2 separate regions of the Sus scrofa genome follow, and region 2 is linked to region 1. Evidence: chromatin contacts called from public Hi-C data. All regions are on one chromosome and are shown on one strand. The core of a region is the stretch at or near the end of the contact, and the rest is flanking DNA. Distances in the headings are between cores, read along the strand shown.

What was found. A called contact is a pair of places that touch in the nucleus more often than the background predicts.
Region 2: a Hi-C map of liver shows a contact between it and region 1, with 8 times the contacts expected there. The contact joins the promoter of CCT5 here to the promoter of GM2A in region 1. A contact is called at or near these places in 2 of 47 Hi-C or Micro-C datasets (heart right ventricle and liver) and 1 of 2 datasets of contacts at active chromatin or transcription factors (alveolar macrophages).

Annotation. Positions count from the first base shown.
Region 1 is chr16:71,766,289-71,769,451 of Sscrofa11.1, forward strand. GM2A (ganglioside GM2 activator) reads right to left here and starts at 1,584. Exons shown (of 4, transcript XM_013984919.2): 1 at 1,434-1,584. The coding sequence starts at 1,511.
Region 2 is chr16:72,221,690-72,224,852 of Sscrofa11.1, forward strand. It overlaps CCT5 (chaperonin containing TCP1 subunit 5), which reads right to left and starts at 1,501. Exons shown (of 11, transcript NM_001278779.1): 1 at 1,261-1,501. The coding sequence starts at 1,365. It overlaps FAM173B (protein FAM173B), which reads left to right and starts at 1,803. Exons shown (of 5, transcript XM_021076853.1): 1 at 1,803-1,833.

The DNA.
Region 1 (3,163 bases), core at 334-2,833:
AAAAAAAAAACTGTACATAAACATATGTGATTGGATGAGTTGGGACATATGCGTGCACCTCTGAAACCATCACCTTGGCCAAGGTAACAGACACGGCCATCACCTCTGAAAGATTCCTTGTGCCCTTTTGGTTTTGGTTTTTGTTTTTGCTTTGTTTTGGGGGTAAAACCGCTTAGCAAAGATCCACCCTCTCCGCCCAGTGCTTTCAAACTGCTGACTGCGACACTGATGTACTAAACATCTCCAGCGCCACCATTCTATACTCTGCTTCTATGAGACAGGCTAGTTGAAACCCTCAAAAAGCGGAATCATGCTGTACATGTCCCGTGACTAGTTTATTTCACTTAGCGTAATGTCTTCCACGTTCAGCCATTGTCACAAGTGGCAGAATTTCCTTTTTTAAAAGGCTAAATACAATTTGATTACATGCATACACCACATTTTCTTTATCCATGTATCTATCAGCGGACACTCGGGTTGTTTCCATAGCATGGCTATTGTTTTTTGTTTTTTTCTTTTTTTCTTTTTAGAGCCACACATGTGGCATATGGAGATTCCCAGGACGGGGTCTGAATCAGAACTGCAGCTGCCAGCCTACACCACAGCACACAGTATCTGAGCCACATCTACAACCTACACCACAGCTCACGACAATGCCAGATCCTTAACCCACTGAGCGAGGCCAGGGACCGAACCCACATCCTCATGGATGCTAGCTGGGCTCGTTACTGCTGAGCCACAGTGGGAACTCCTTGGCTATGTTAATAATGTTGCATTGAAGGTGGGAGTACAGATATCTCTTCATGACCTTGATTTCGATTCTTTTGGATATATACCCAGAAATGAGACTGCTGCATCACATTAACGTATTTTTTAATTTTTTGAGAAACCTTCCTACTGTTTTCCATAGCAACTGTACCATTTACGTTCCCACCAACAAGTACCAAAATGAAAGTCTCTAGAATCCCAATCTTTTTCTTTCTTCTTTTTTTTTTTTTTGCTTCTTAGGGCTGCACCTGCAGCATACGCAAGTTGCCAGGCAAGGGGTCGAATGGGAGCTACAGCTGCCAGCCACAGCAAGGCAGGATCCAAACCGTGTCTGCAAACTACACCACAGCTCACAGCTATACCAGATTCCTGACTCACTGATCAAGGCCAGGGAGCGAACCCACACCCTCATGGCTACTAGTTGGATCATTTCCGCTGTGCCACCACGGGAACTCCAATCCTGATCTTGATCGCTTTGAGAAAGAACTTCTTTCTCTGCAAAGAGACCACAACAAAGGTCCCTTCCACTCACAATTAAAAAAAAATCATTATATATTAAAAAAATATATATCAATAGCATCCATTCCCTCAGGACCCCTACCCCAGCAGGCCCTTGCCTGCATTCTCCAGCATTGCCCTACCAATTTTAGCTTCTACTTGCATACCTTCTGCAGTGGGGACCTCACTCCCTGCCAAGCCAGACTGCTAAATCTTGGACCGGGTGGAAAGTCTTTCCTCCCCATGAGCCGGACCCCGTGTTCTTGGGCTCCTCTACGCACTGCTTCTGGTTTTCCAAGAAAGCTCCAAACACTGATTATCTTCAAGCGCTCCCTATGCCAAAGTGCCCTGAAGAAGGAGGAGGGGGGATGGGGCGCCCTGGAGATTTGATCTCCCTCCAGACGTGGCCAGCCTCTAAGCCCTGCCTGAACTCGGGCCCTCCCAGAGATCCAGGTTCTGCAGCTGCTTCTTTAAGAAGCGCCATGGGGGCTGGTCCTTGCTACTGTCCTTGGATCCTGTCCAGACCCTGATTTAAAAGGTATTGCAACTTTTTTAAAAAACAAACATGTGTTGTAACCCCAGGCCCTGGTAACCACAACACTGCCGGCTGCTAGCAGCCACCTCCCAGGCGGAGAGGAGAGGAAACCGCTCTCTGCCCACCGCCTACCCGGGGGCACCCACACTCGCCTGCAGTGCCCGCCTGGTTACCATATTATCTCAGGGTGGAGGCCGGGAGCGCAGTTGGGGCAGGGCCTGAGCCTGACTTGGGGCTGCAGCTCTTCTTCCAAGTGCTTTTGGACCGGTTCCCTCCTGTTCAATGGCTCCGGAATAGAGCTTTCTGTCGGACCTCACCCGCGCCCCAGAGGGACCGCAAATAAAGCAATCTGAGGGTGATGCCCCCATTGTCCCCAGGATAAAATAAGAACATCTCGGCCAGGCTGCCAAGGCTCTCTGTGTGCAGTCCCTAAGCTCACCCAGCACTCCAGCCTCCCAGAGTGGCAGAGCGCCCCTGAAAGCCCACACGGCACTGGGCAGGAATGTTCTCCCCCACTTTCTTTGATTAATTTTAATTTTATATATGTATATATTGCAAAAACTATCACCACAGTAAGGTTAGTTAACACACCCATCGCCTCACAGCGTTACACCTCCCCACTTTCTTTTTTTTTTTTTTTTTTTTTGTCTTTTTGTCTTTTTGCCATTTTCTTGGGCTGCTCCCGTGGCATATGGGAGTTCCCAGCTAGGGGTTGAATCGGAGCTGTTCCTCACTTTCTTGACAAGAAGAATCCTTGCTTAACTTACAGAGCCCAGGTTAAATGTCACCTCCCTGGGGAAGCCTGCCCTTCCCTTTCCTCCCAGATAGAGTCTGTTGCTCCTTTTTGCTTCCATGGTATTTTTCCATATCCTTTGTTACAATATCTGTCTAGCTGGACCAGAGGCCATCTCACCTCCTGTAGATATTTTGTTTAGCTTTCATGATGGGGTGTGTGTGTGTATGCGCGCGCGCGCGCGCGTGTGTGTGTGTGTGTGTGTGTGTGTGTGTGTGTGCGTGTAAGAGAGAGAGATTTTACATTAACCCTCCCCCCCCTCAGAGTTCTAGTTTCTCTTGAAAATTTAGGTCAGGCCATCTTGGGGTTTCATTTCCTGCTAAGGCCCATCCACCCCAACTTATCCACCTGTGCGCCTTTTATTTTTTTTTTTTTTTTAATTAAAAAAAAAAATGTTCTGGAGTTCCCGTCGTGGCGCAGTGGTTAACGAATCCCACTAGGAACCATGAGGTTGCAGGTTTGGTCCCTGCCCTTGCTCAGTGGGTTAACGCTCCGGTGTTGCAGTGACCTGTGGTGTAGGTTGCAGACGCGGCTCGGATCCTGCATTGCTGTGGCTCTGGCGTAGGCCG
Region 2 (3,163 bases), core at 251-2,750, 460 kb after region 1:
CTGTAGCTTCTGTTTTTGGGGTGCATGCATTGAGTGGCACTTTCTCTAATGGTCCTTTCAGTGAAAAATGGAATTAAATATGTAACACAAGTGGCTCGCCTACCTACCATGGGTCAAAGATTGGATAAGTTACCCCATTTAATTTCCCTCCCAAGCCGGAAAGAGGTGTGCTGCCCCTGCTGGGAAAGGAGGTTCAGAGAGGTGGTGTTAACTTGTTTTAGGTCAAACAGTTCAGGGGAGAAAGAACTGCACTGCTTCTTAAATAAAACCCCAAGACACTAAGCAAACAGGGACACCTCAGGCCTGGCGACATGGTCTATCTCAAAGCCTACTTCCTCTGGCATAGTTCTACTTGTGATTCTGCTCAAAACCCCTCCATTGACCGTCTGAAGGATCCCCTCCAGCTTTTTCCTGCACTGCCTCCCATATCCCGTGGTTCTGGTCACACACTGCCTTATGTCATAGTTATTGGCGACCACTTTTCACTCTTTTTTTTTTTTTTTTGGTCTTTTTGCCATTTCTTGGGCCGCTCCCACGGCATATGGAGGTTCCCAGGCTAGGGGTCGAATCGGAGCTGTAGCCACCGGCCTACGCCAGAGCCACAGCAACGTAGGATCTGAGCTGTGTCTGCAACCTACACCACAGCTCACGGCAACGCCGGATCGTTAACCCACTGAGCCACGACGGGAACTCCCACTTTCACTCTTGTAGTAGTATTTTCTTCCTTAAAGGTGTACGTTTTCAGTTTTTATAATACCACATCCAGGATTACGCCGTGCATAGAAGGACTCAAAAATGAAATGCGCTGTCAATGACTAAGCCTTTAAGGAAGCAACGAAGAGTATGAACCTCTTTTCCTTTGGGGCTGTCGCAGGTATACCGACTGAAGGTAAAGAAGCAGGGTCCTAATCTGCCAGGGGACCCGAGAAATACCTCCTCTGCAGCTTACTGATACATGCGCCGTCGGAACGACAGCACGCTGGAGAAGCCAGCGGGGACGCGCGTTCTCCGCCTGTGAATTGAGGCTGCCCCACCCAGCTCTGGAGAGCGCTTGAGGGACACCCAAACCCTCAAACTGGGACTAAAGGCCTCTATGTTGGTCTTTCCCAGGCCCAAGGCGTTGGGTGCAGCACTGGAGACCAAAGAGGGGCTCCCCGACCTTCCCCGAGAGCACATGGCAGAACGGCTCTTAAATGTGCGCACGCGCGGAGCCAGGGGTTCGGGGTCCTCCGCTCATCCAGGGCGTCCCAGTCCCGTTACCTTGAGGGCCTCGAGTCCCATAAGACGAGACTTGCGGTCTTGATCTTTGATGATGAGAAAAGGGCGGCCATATTCGTCGAAGGCGAGGGTCCCCACGGACGCCATGGTGCGGCAGCAGCAGGAGTTCTCTCCCGCAACCGGCGGTGTCCACTCCGGAACCGAGAGAGTACTTTCCTCTCGCGGGAGGGCGCCAAGAGCTCGCGCGTGCGCAGCACAGGCCGCTCGAGACTTATTTCTCACCTGAGACTAGTTTAACGCCAGACAGTACCTTCTGGAATCAGCGGCCTTCGGCAACTTCTATCATCCGGGAAGCTGTGGGGGGGACAGTTTGAAGACACGAACGCGAACTTTAGAACCCACAAGCCGGTAGTAGATAGGATTTAGACACTTATTAAATCTGTAAAATCTGATGTTTCTCGATAGTGCTCCCAACGATGAGATCATTGACTCAGAGCATTGTTTTCTCCCTCCTTCCCACCCTGGCTTCGCGAAGATGGTAGAGTCCGCTTTTTTTTTTTTTTTTTTTTTTTTTTTTTAAACCTGCTGGAAATCTCGCGATGGAGGGAGGAAGAGGTGAGGTCAGCCCCGCGCGCGGCGCGTAGTTTGGGCCGCGGTCCTGGGTGCGGGCGCGGCGTAGGGCTCGTAGTCGTCTGTTGAGTCTGTGGTGCAGCGGGTCCGTGTCGGCGCAGGGGGGCGGGAAGTCGCGGGCCGCTGCCTCGGCTCGAGGCCTGGCGTTTGGGGCTCAGGGCTTGTGCGCGCCTCGGGCGCGTGCGCTGGTACTGGGATCTGGCCGCCGGGACCGGTTCCTAGCGTTTGGAGGCGAATAAGTCCCTTAGTTCGGCGCGGTCTTATACGATGTGTACTGGACTCACACTGTCGGGGTGGGGGTCACAGCTCTGCCGCTTACCAGCTGTGTCTTTGGGAAGGTGATTTGTCTGCAAAAATGGCAGTGGTAGCAATAGCTTCTCTCTTTACCGCTGCTCTACGGATTCAGGGGAAACAGTGCCTGGCCCTTAACAAGCTCTGTTCAAGTGTTTGTTAAAGAGATAGCTGTTTTGCACAAATACTCCAGTAACTTGCCCAAAGTTAGCTAGGAAGAAGCAAAATTGCCCAGTCTTGATCTGAGTCCCACTCTGAAGCCCTACGTTATGGTGCCTCCGAAAGATCTCTCTTAGCAACTTGTCTAAAAAGTACCAGATCCTCTGTTGCTTTTTCTTTGGAGCACAAATCACGACGTAATGTTTTCTGGGTTTAGATTTATTTGTTGTGGGTTTCGTGCCTCCCTGACCTCCATCTGACATAGAGTGGGACTTGACTCGTATTATTCCTAGCTTTTATTGGATACTCAAATGTGGAAATGGATGCATGGATTATAACATTTAACCTGTGGCCTGAAAGTGAGGAATTGACTTTGTCACCAGGTGGTTGATCATTTAACCCCTCCTGATACCTGGCCCACTTACTCTGTAGCTTACAGTGATGCTCCAAGGCCATTTTGGCTTTTGGAGCCACATCTCAATTCACTTTAGCTTGGCCAGTTCAGTGTTTCCTTATTCAGAATAACAAATCCTGTAATCCATTTGGCTCATTAGATAGTTATGAAGTGTAGGAAATGTGTAATGATGCCCGCTGTGCAGTTTTTCTTTAAAGCATGGGGAAAAAAGGGTTTTCCTGTTAATGTATTCTGTGTATAAGCAAGTACACAATGAACAGCTCGAAGATACTATGACGTTCAATTATAAACCCCCAGTGTAAATTCGTGTGGCAGGTCACAATTCCAAATAGGCCTCTTGTTTCTTCCTGGCCTTTTTCCTTTGGCTCAAACTTGGATAAAGACTCCTAAACCTTTGTGGGCTTATGTTGCTGCCTCTAGCTTTAGCTGGCCCACATCTGTCACTGAAAA